Regions from separate parts of the Pan troglodytes genome. Here region 2 is linked to region 1. A link is a contact called in public Hi-C data. All regions are on one chromosome and are shown on one strand. Each heading gives the region's core, a stretch centred on a gene start, on an enhancer-like site or on the middle of the called end of the contact. The rest is flanking DNA. Distances are from core to core; before and after follow the strand shown. Region 1 has its middle 21 kb from the start of CGNL1. Region 2 overlaps CGNL1 (cingulin like 1).

The links. A called contact is a pair of places that touch in the nucleus more often than the background predicts.
Region 2: a contact with region 1 is called in a Hi-C map of stem cell-derived neural progenitor cells, with 3 times the contacts expected there. The contact joins two enhancer-like sites. A contact is called at or near these places in 5 of 7 Hi-C or Micro-C datasets (blood, induced pluripotent stem cells, a lymphoblastoid cell line and 1 more) and 1 of 1 other capture datasets (stem cell-derived neural stem cells).

The regions. Positions count from the first base shown.
Region 1 is chr16:49,364,798-49,370,334 of NHGRI_mPanTro3-v2.0_pri, forward strand. No RefSeq gene overlaps it. Among named protein-coding and RNA genes, the nearest start is that of CGNL1, 21 kb to the right of the region's middle. Within about 2 kb of position 3,749, at least 5 of the 24 cell types and tissues checked have an H3K27ac peak or open chromatin away from gene starts, as enhancers often do. A contact at or near this core is called in stem cell-derived neural progenitor cells, where this site is marked.
Region 2 is chr16:49,536,091-49,541,779 of NHGRI_mPanTro3-v2.0_pri, forward strand. CGNL1 (cingulin like 1) reads left to right here. Exons shown (of 18, transcript XM_054666969.1): 11 at 209-379; 12 at 4,304-4,465. Among named protein-coding and RNA genes, the nearest start is that of MYZAP, 65 kb to the right of the region's middle. Within about 2 kb of position 3,246, at least 2 of the 24 cell types and tissues checked have an H3K27ac peak or open chromatin away from gene starts, as enhancers often do. A contact at or near this core is called in stem cell-derived neural progenitor cells, where this site is marked.

The sequences.
Region 1 (5,537 bases), core at 2,499-4,998:
TAATGGTCCCCAAGGATGTCTAGGTCCCCATCCCTGCAACCTGTAAGTGTGTTGTTACACAGCCAAGGGGAGTGAAGTTAACAGATGGAATGAAGGTTGCTAATCAGCTGACTTTAATACAGGGAAATGAGCCTGGATTATCCAGGTGGGGCCAATATCATCATCAAGGTCCTTAATAGTGGACGAGGAGGCAGCAGAGGAGTCCAGAGTGTTGCTGTGTGAGAAGGACCCGCCCGGCGTTGCTGGCCTTTAAGATGGAGGAAGGGGGCCGTGTGGTAGGAATGTGGGGGCCTCAGGAGGGAAGGAAATTGGCTCTCCCAGGAGCTTCCAGAAAGGAATGCACCCCTGCTGACACCTTGATTTTGGCCCCAGTGAGCCTCGTGTTGGACTCCTGGACTACGGAGCTGTAAGATAATAAATGTGTGCTCTTTTAAGCTAGTAGCTTTGTGGTAATCGGTTACGGCAGGCATGGGAAAGCAGTGCAGGGTGTGTAAGCTGACGGTGACCTCCTTGAAGACGGGGTTCTCCACTACGTCCCCAGTGTGGAGCACAAGCTGGCTCTATGCCCGGTGCTCGGAAGCATTTTCAGAATGAACAGGACTGACTGAGATGAAGCAGCAGACATCTGCTCTCTCCAGGCCCCTATCTGGCTGTGCGACCATAGGTGGGTCCCTTCACTTTCAGTGACTATGTTCCCATGTCTCTTAAGGCAGTTGATGACCTCAAGGGTGGGTGACTTTTGAAGTGACTCTCAGATGTGTTACCACTGGAGCCATCGCCAGATCTCCTGACTCTCCTCTCTCTGACTGGTCTCATTCTTAGTCTAATACCATCATTCGCCAATGCTAAGGTGATTAATTAGCACCCCAGGCCCTCACTGACTCTGCTCTCACCCTCTCTCTGGGGCTCCCTGCCTATAGGTTCACTGCGGAGGTCATGGTAGACGTTGCTGCCCAGAACCTCCAACCGTAGGAAACCTCTCCTTCTTATTCTCAGCCATGAAGTGTGGGAGCAAAACTGCTACACAGTTTTGCTCAGGGTCACACGCTGGGACATCCCTGGGGCCTGTAATGCTGGTCTCACAGAGCTTTGACTGTGAATGCTGCTTTTCCTCGTAGCAGTGTGTGGCCCCTAAGGTCCCCTATTCAATGACCAGGGACAATCACCAAATCAATGCAAAGAGAAAATGAAGCCTTGTGTTTCTATCTAACGGGTGAGCTACACTGGAAGTATAAGAAGTACTTATGGGGAAATCTGCTTTCCTGACTCTTACTTCTGTTTCCAGAGGGTGATATAATGTGTGTAAATGCAGATTCAGCTTCGAGGAAACTTTCGTCTAATAAAGAACTGGACCACATTATGGCATGCTACCTCCAAGGTATGATAGTATCTGTTATACTCATGGGGTCCAAATTTTCTTTAGCTTAGAGGTTATTCTACTTTAGAGTAGGAGTTCTCTATTTTGGCCACCCATTAAGAATCACTCGAGGGGAGTATTTAAAAATCCAAGCCAGGCTGCACTCTAGAGCCACAGAATCACTGGGCTGAAACAGTTCCCCAGGTGACGCTGATGTGCAGCCCGGGTTGAGAACCACTCCACTGCCTTAGCTAACACTGGCTACTCTTGCCTTTGCCTTTGCTATTTACAAAAACAATTATTTTTTAGTATCTAAAGACCAACATCCATAAACCCTTACTTGTTATACTACAAGATGCTCTGTCCTCATTGACCTGAGTCCCATCTTAGTGGGGCTTATTATAATGACCCAGGCACGTGAGTCTCATGCAAACCAGTGCCTGCCACATAGGGGCAGGCTCTTGGGAGCAGTGGCTTCTGCGTTATGCCTGGAATGCAGGAACACGTGGGGATCAGTCCGACTGACAAATGCAATTCACCCAAAGTGACTATGAATGACTGCAAGGGCATCTGGGTACAGCAGTGGGACTGTAGTTCAGGTCAGGGATCTGGTCTCTGGTGTTGGCCCTGGGCAGGGAGGGAGCTCTAACAGGAACCGAGGCACCCAGTGTAGTTCCTCCTACCTGCAGTTTCCCTGACCCCCACTGCAATCCTTCACCCCCGGGCTCCCCTTGGTTTCCCTGCCTCACCCACAGTCATTGGCCTTAGCTGGTAAAGGGCAGCTTGAGCCAGTGCGTCCTCGGAACGTTAGTCCCAGCCAGTTTTTGCTGACTCCTCTCCCTTCCCAGCCGCCATGGCAAGTGGGTGCCCAGTCCCACAGCAGCCTCTCTTTCCTAAGTAAAATCCCACCCCCCGTGGCTAACTGTTCACAACCTGAAGGAAGAAATGTTCTACTTTCAAAGGAAAAACAGCCCTCCTTCCATGTAGCTCGCCAGCTGCCCACCGCTAGCCAGGTGTCGCTTGCAATCCATGGACACCGTTCCCGTAGCAACCCCAGGTGACTGTCACAGCTGCCCCTGACACAAACTGCTTTAGCAAAGGGGTGTCAAAAAATATTTTAAAAACAAGTTTTAAACACAATTTTTAGGGAGAAATCAAGAGGGTTCTCAACTGAGGTAATTGACCGACTTGGTGGGGGTTCAGTCCATGAATGTAGCTTCACTCTTGTGGCTATTAATGGCAGGGAGGTGGGGGGACAGTTGGTATAAAGGCAATGAGACTACATATCAAGATGGAAGGGGGCCTCCTAGGCTTGGCATGGTATTTGGAAACCTTGACTAGCCTTTTATGCCTAATGCTGTTTGGAAATCTTGCTGGGAATCACAGAAGCTATAGATGCTTAATGGTGTCAGCATTGATATGCGCCACCATCAGCTTGAATTACATATTAACTACCCATCTGCATTTAATCCCTATACCTGGACATCTTCTGATGAGACGAGCTATTTCCTCTCTCTCCTCTCTTGTACTCTCCAGTGGATAAGTGAGTTTCTCTCCATGCCTTCTCTGGAGTGGGCTGTTTCGCCCACTGGAGGGGGATTCTCAAGGTCTCCACCACTCCTTGGAAAAATGGGGTGAGGACTCCAGGGCTGGGAAAGGGAAAGTGTAAGATGATCCTGAACCAGTTTATGGTGCCTGGAAGTAAGGAAATGCTAGAAAAATGGTGAGAACATGTCAGAAGATCACAGGAGCCAGCCTGAAAGGGCTCAAAACAGCCAAACCTAGGGAATCTGAGCAATAAGAGAAATAATAACAGTGGATTGTGACCTGTAGAGTACAATGGATGTATTCTGCTAAGTGAGAGAAGCCAGACCCCAAAGTCTACATACTCAAATCCACTTATATGACATTCTGGAAAAGGCAAAACTATAAGGACAAAAACCAGATCAGTGGTTGCCAAAAATAGGAGGTGTGGGGGGGTTGATTAAGCTGTATGAGGGATTTTGGGTGCTGATGCAGCTGTTCTGTTGCATGACTGTGGTGTAGATACATGACTCTACATTGTCAAAACTCATAGAACTGCAAACTACGGAGAGTGAATTTTACTGAATGTAAATTTTAAAAAATTAAGATGTTTGGGAGCCCCAAATGGAACCCAATTACAAATAAACCCAACCAGGCTGGGCATGGTGGCTCACACAGGTAATCCTAGCACTTTGGGAGGCCGAGGTGGGCAGATTGCCTGAGCCCAGGAGTTTGAGACCAGCCTGGGGAACATAGCAAAATCCCGTCTCTACAAAAAATACAAAATTAGCCAGGCATGGTGGCGCATGCCTGCAGTCCTAGCTACTCAGGGACTGAGGCGAGAGGATCACTTAAGCCTAGGAGATTGAGGCTGCAATGAGCTGAGATCATGCCACTACATTCCATACATTCCAGCCTCAATGACAGAGTGAGTCCCTGACTCTTAAAAGTAAAAAAAAAAACAAAAGAACCCAACCATAATACAGATGAATAACATAACCACACTGAAGGGGGTAGGGAAGAAAAGAACCAACCTGAGTACCCAGGGAAAATAGGGTTTTGACTTGATACACAAATACTGTATGGTTAATACACTTCTCATGGGCGGGGGGTGGAGGTTAGGAATTCTGCAACTACTTTCTGTGTATACTAAAGCTGAAAAAATAGGTACAGCTGACCCTTCAACAACACAAGCTTAAACTTCAAGGGTGCACTTATCCAAGGATTGTCTTTCACTTCTGCCACCCTCGAGGTAGCAAGACCAACCCCTCTTCTTTCTCCTCCTCAGCCTGCTCAGTGTAAAGACGATGAGGATGAAGACCTTTAGGATGACCACCTTCTACTTAATGAACAGTAAATATATTTTCTCTTTTTTATGATTTTCTTAAGAACATTTCATTTTCTCTAACTGTATTTTAAGAATATGTAATAAATACATGCAAATCAACTTATCAGTAAGGCTTCTAGTCAACAGTATGCTATTAGTATTAATAGTTAAGTTTATGGGGAGTCAAAAGTTATATGTAGATTTTTAGCCAGGTATCATGGTGCGTGCCTATAGTCCTATCTACTGGGAGGCTGACGCAGGAGGATTGCTTAAGCTGAGGAGTTTGAGGCTGCCATGAGCAATGATTGTGCCACTGCACTCCAGCCTGGACAACAGTGCAAGACTCTATTAAAATTTTTTTTTAATTATCTGTGGTTTTTTGATTCCACATAGGAGTGGCATCCCAACCCTCACATTATTCAAGGGTCATCTGTAAATGTATTAAAGATGTTGAGAGCCAGGTTTCTCACCGCCAAAGAAGTTACAAATAAGAGGAAGGGGGGCTACAATGAACCCTGTCATGCTGGATTGGAATCTGAGATATCACAGTATGAATTTGTTTTTTAACATTTTATGTATATACAGTTACAGAAATATAGATGTGCATGGCTTAGTATACATATGTATTATTTCAAGCTCTGTTCTCTATGAGGCCCTAGAAGCAATGACATCCAGTGACAATAAACACACTCAGTGCCCAGATTTTTGTTTCTAAATAAAAGGAACCAGGCCTCCCTGGAGCAGTGATTGATTCCAGGCTCCTAGGCAGGGAAAACACAAGAAGAGCCTGGAACATCTTGAAATGCAAGAAAGTAAGGAAGTGCTCATGAAAGGATGGGGCAGGTCACAAGTGTGCAGGACCCAACCTGAAAGAGCTCCCCGTGGCCAAGCTGGGACAATTTGAGCAATAAAATAATGATGGTATTATAATCCATAAAATAAATATCCATGAGTCCATACTCATATAAACAAGCAAACAAATGGATGAGAAAGGACAGTAATTCTCTAGATAGAATTTCAATTACTTATAATAATAAATGAGGAAATCATGATAATTAATGAGGGAAATAAAAAATCACCATTAGGCAAACACTACAGTAATAATTATTACAGGCACAATCTACTAATAGATGTTAAGATGACTGGGCAAAAATTTGAGGTGAATCAGGATATTTGCGTAGCCTTAAACTATCTCTTCCAAGATATTTATTAATTACAAAGGTAAAAATAGTACCTTTACAGTGAAGAAACCCAGCAGACACAACTTTAACCAGGCGACCAAGGTTAACATCACCAGTGGTAGGACATAGCAGCATCCTATCCCACTAA
Region 2 (5,689 bases), core at 1,996-4,495, 170 kb after region 1:
CTCCAAAGGACGTGCCTGCTCACGCCTCCATGCTGCTTCCAAGTCACAGGTGCCCACACCTGGCCGACTCAGGATCAGGTGCTGGGCCATCTTTGAGGGGGCCATAGAAGAAAGGGAGAAGAGGAGATGTGCTGTGTGTTGAAATGGGACCCAGACCCTGGTCTCAGAGCATCCCAGGGTGGGCTCACACCCGTGTCACTTCTTCTAGATGGCAGACATTGTTGAGGCCTCCCGTACCTCAACCCTGGAGCTCCAGAACCAGCTGGATGAGTATAAGGAGAAAAACCGCAGGGAGCTCGCAGAAATGCAAAGACAGTTGAAGGAGAAAACCCTGGAGGCAGAAAAGTCCCGACTGACAGCCATGAAAATGCAGGATGAGGTAATGCCTGGCCAGATAAGTTCTTCCTTTATCCCTTATTCAAAATATCCTTTGCCCTGAAAGTCTTCTGTGAGGGACTTGGGGGTAGATTCGTGAGACAGCTTTGGTGCTTGACTCTTCATTCTTCACCTTCTGGGTGGGTTCTGTGGGCAAATGGCATTCTGGAGCACAAAGGACCCACTGGCGGACTGTGAGGCTAAATGGACACAGCTTTAACCTGACCATTTTCTTGATGAATCTACAATTTTTTGCCTAAAATGTTTAGCTGCCATTTATGGAGCAGCCATGATGTGCCCAGCTGTGTCCAGATGATTTATTTATATGCTTTCATGTTTTAATTTAATCCTAGAATAGGGATTACAGTAACTGACTGTTTTTTGGCCATTGATTTTTGAAAATACAGACTTTTATTGGCATGAGGGTGGCGGACAAGAGTTTCACAACAACAATAATGGCGAATAAAAGAAATCCTCAGGAATTTATGAGTATTGAAATGATTAAAACATTGGTTTTATATGTAAGAATAATTGAGCAAAGAAACCCAAATGCTAGCTCCCTTCAGGCTTGGCCTCTCAAGAACTGAGAAAAAGAAAGGGGATGTTTTTGATTGTTTTAATGGAAAGCTGGAGGCTTCAAAATGTAAGTACAGCCTATGCTGATTTCTAGCTATACCTCTTGCCAACTGGGTCACCTTGAGCAACTTAACCCCAGTTTTCTGAGCATATGTTTCTACCTCTTTAAAAATATACCAAATATTAGTGACTTAATTAAATGAGATAATATGTGAGACTGTGTAGCAGCGAGTCTGTACATCCTGGACACTTCATAAATATTAATTTCCTTTTCTTTAATTTTAGGGGCTTATTGTTTTTCATGAACAGTGCCGAGAGCACCAAGATTCCACAGGAAAACATTTTTTTTCTTTAAAAAACAAACTTTAATTTCTTTGATGATCAAAGAAAAGTCACCCATGAGTCAGTGCTGAAACTGTGTAAAAGAACAATAGATATTTATTGCAGGCTTCTAGAACACTCTTGAAAGGCCCCTGATAATGGATCCCCTTTGGCTCAGGGTTATATGATACAGGACTCCAAGTAAGAAGTGAAATTAGCGCACTTACATCACAGTTCTCTTTGGTATTAAAAAAAAAATCACGTTCATTACTACAGCACAGAGGCAGAAGGATTCAGGTATCTGCCAGAACACCAACAAGCACCTGGTCTGATTTGACTTCAAAAGATCACAGTGTCACAGTGACCCCTGAAAAGTACTTCCCGTTGCGTTTTATATAAGATTTTTATGATAGAATCCTTGGGTTGGAAGGAAACATAGAGATCCTCTAGTTAGATAAGGAAACTGAGGTCCGGAGAGACTAGTTAAGGCCAGATGGAGACCAGTATTGTTTATAAAAGAGCAGTCCTTCCAAAAAAAAAAAAAAAAAAAAAAGGATTCCTTGCAAGGGAAATAAAGATGGCCCTTCCTGGATTTTTCTCACTGATGCAGCCCTGTGAGACACTGTTTCCATGTGAGCAACAGACATGGACACCTCATCATTCTGCAGGGAAACTGCAGTGAGATACCACCCTTGACTAAGATGGTAGAGTGATGGAGTTGTTTAAAACAAAAGTGAATTAACAAGCCAAGGTCACTCTGGATCCTTAAAAAACTCAAGCTCAACTCTGTTCACTGCCCCTCTGCTTGTGTTTTGATTGAGCTGGTTGAAGATCTTGGTTAAAAAAAACCCCAAAAGCTACAGGAGTCCTTTCTAAGTACTCTAATAGTGGCTGCCTTTGCTTTGAGAGAAATAGGCATTTTTCACCCATTCTACCTCTGACAAGCATGATCTTTAGAGAATCGAGACTTAGTGATTACCATTGTTCAGTTTATTTTCTAAATCTCTTTTAGCAAAGGGTGATTTTAACTACTTAAATGTAGCACTAGGAAGTTCAAAAGTTGTTTGCTTGCTTATGATTCAGGATACATTGTTCACAGACACCATGCTAGTTAATCTCTTCTGCCGGCCCTCGTCTTCTGCCGGCCCTCGTCAAGGGCTCTGAGTATGACGGGGCCCTTACCGGGTGTTAGGAGGGACCTGCTGGGTGTGGAAGGTGGGGCTGTGCTGAGCAGTGGAGGAGGGCACGCTGGGCATTGGGAAGGGGGACAGGAAGGAAACGCAGGCTGCACATTTGCCTGTCATTCTTTCTGACCCTCACACTCATGTTCTTTTTGGGTATTATCTCATTTGATTCTCATAATAGCTTTAAAAGGCTGATTTTATAATTATCCCAATTTTGTGAATGAGGAAACTGAGTCATAGAGCGTTTTTGTTTTTGTTTTTTGTTTTTTTTTAACACTCCGGAATATAGCACATCCTCTGTATCCAGAAAATGTCCCATCACTGTTTTCCATGGGGTGATTTTCATTCTGTGCTTTCATGTACTTTCTGTCATGGTAACCACCAAAACCGATGTGGGTCTTCATCTGGTGATGTCATCTTCAAGGCTAGGCTGTTCTCGTAGAAATGCCCGGTGCTCCTGTCAGCCTCCCAGAGAAGAACACATTTCCTCAAGTTTTTCCACGGGTTCTCCAAAGCTGTCCTCAACTACTGGGGCTTTCCAACTCTCCTGTGACAGACACTGCAGAAGGGTGGCATTCTGTAGTGGAGATGGCCATTCGCTTTCATATACTCTTAAGGAAACAGACCCCCTGGTGTATTCTATTCCTGAGACTAGCTCTACTCAATACTAGTACCAACTCCAAGAGGGTAGGACACTTAGAACAAAGCAGACAGCCTGTGGCTTCACCAGATCAGCCTACACAGATGTTTAAGGAAGACCTACTGTGCCCTGAGCTGGCTGGTCTCCCCAGGGAGCTTCTAGAGAAGTTCAAGACACAGACTGGCCCTTGTGAATCAAGCTGTTTTGTCTGTTGCACTTTCTTCAAAGCTGTTAGTTGAGTGCCACCTTGTGGATGGAAAAAAAACAACGTTATAAATTAAGCTAGCTAATCATGTTCTTCTACAAAGCAGTGGCTTTCCCTAATGTGCCTGTGTATGTTGTTAGGTTTTTTGCCAGTAGGTTGCTTTGCGGTCATTAATTCAGTTGTGTGTTCTTTTTCACTGAGTTGAAACCTCTTTTGAGGTGACAGTGATATAGGTAGACAATAAATTACCCCCTGGGAAACATGTATTTAGTTAAGGGGCTCTTGAGAGTTTTTAACATGACCTAGTAAAAACGACATTTTGCATTCAGCTGGGCACGGTGGCTCATGCCTGCAATCCCAATACTTTGGGAGACTGAGGCGGGCATCACCTGAGTTGAGAAGTTCGAGACCAGCCTGGCCACCATGGTGAAGCTCCATCTGTACTAAAAATACAAAAATTAGCTCAGTGTGGTGGCATGCACCTGTAATCCCAGCTACTTGGGAGGCTGAGGCAGGAGAATTGTTTGAACTCAGGAGATGGAGGCTGCAGTTAGCCAAGATCGCACCACTGCACACCAGCCTGGGCAACAAAGCAAGACTCCATCTCAAAAAAAAAGACAGAAAAAAACTATATCTTGCAACCCAGGAATACACGCATCTGCACAAATATATGAATGTCTAGCACAAAAGATTTGCAAATCAGTATTTGCTAATACTCTGCTATTTTTTCTGTTCTATTTAATTAAAAAATGCTGGTCAACATCTACCAAATAGAATTTGTAAACTAATAGGTTGCTGCCTGTAGCTGGAAAAGCCCCTCTTTTTACAAAAAGGAAAGTGAGGCCCAGAGGGAGGTAGGACTTCCTCAAGGTCTTCTGATCTCCCATATTGTGGGGGTCCAGCTGATCTTCCTTTTGGTGGGGTCAGCCTGTGCACTGTCTGTGGAGGTCTCTATGCCCTTGATGCACCCCAGAAAACCATCCCAGCTGTCTCTCCTCCTAGATGCGTCTGATGGAGGAAGAGTTACGGGACTACCAGAGAGCTCAGGATGAAGCACTCACAAAAAGGCAGCTTCTGGAGCAGACGCTGAAGGACCTGGAGTATGAGCTGGAAGCCAAGAGTCACCTCAAAGATGACCGCAGCAGACTGGTCAAGCAGATGGAGGTCTGTGGGCCGCACAGTGTGAGCTGGGGGACCTGCAGAGAGCGAGGCTGGGCCACGAGAGAAGCAGCCTCTTTGCTCTCAGCTCAGCCTTTGGGAAGTCTTGGGTTTTTATTCTCTCCCGCAGCTGGGTTTAGTGAGGTTATTTCTTGATTGAAGGAAGGGGCCAGTCATTTATAGACTCTGGACATCAGAGCTAGAAGGAATGATGGATATAATTTAGTCTAACATTCTCATTGTCTTGAGAGGAAATGGAACAGATTCCCAGGGACATTAGGTGATTTTGCCTAAGGGCACAGATAGTTCCTTTTCTGTTTGTTCTTTGGGGCAGTGCTTCCAGCTAACTAGAAGGAACCAGACTGCTGCATGTCCAGAGAGGAGCCTCCTAGGAATCGTCGTCCTTCATTTGCCACACCACATTCTCCATTCTTGCTTCCTGTTTCTGGCCCATTTTCCCTTATAGGTTATTGGGCTTTGCCAGAGCTCGCAGCACACTGTGGCTCAATTTACTGTCGTATACATAGTATGTACATAGTCCAAGACAGCATATCAGAAAGTGCTGAATGCACTCACCAGATGGGGGTGATCTAGTCACAAGCTGAAAACACCACATATTAGAAAAATGTAAATGAAGTAACAGAATCTAAGTGTGAACAGTTCACTGAGGTTGACAAGAAGAACCTTAGAATCACTCCATCTGAACTTTTAAAAAAGAATAATTCTTAGGAGCAAAACTAACTCCCAGAAACACACACACACACACACGCCCCAGTAGAATTTAGAGAGAGGGAGAGACACTGAAAAAATGGAATTGAGAGAGACACTAAAAAATAGTCTCAGTCTTTTCAGAGAAGTTAAAATTGTCAAAGTTTTGATAAAAGACAGTGCTCAAGGCCATGGAGAGATGGCTTAAATTCAAAATCAATGGAATTCCTGATTCAACTTTGCAAATAAACAGAAATAATTTTTAAAACGTCCAGGGGACTTAGAAGCTGTTTATATCTAGGGAGTGTTGTTTAAGTCATTGAAGATTTTATTAGATGGGCCTCTTTTAGAGACCAGAATAACCTGATTACAGTTTTATTGCTCTTTTGTTGGACTGCTGTACATTTTGCTAATGTCCTGTCTCTGATCTCTTTAGGGGAGGTAATTTTAAGGCAAGCTAAGGTCAACCCACTTAACTAGAAACTGATTATTCTAGGGCCTTAAACAACCTGGCTCAAAACA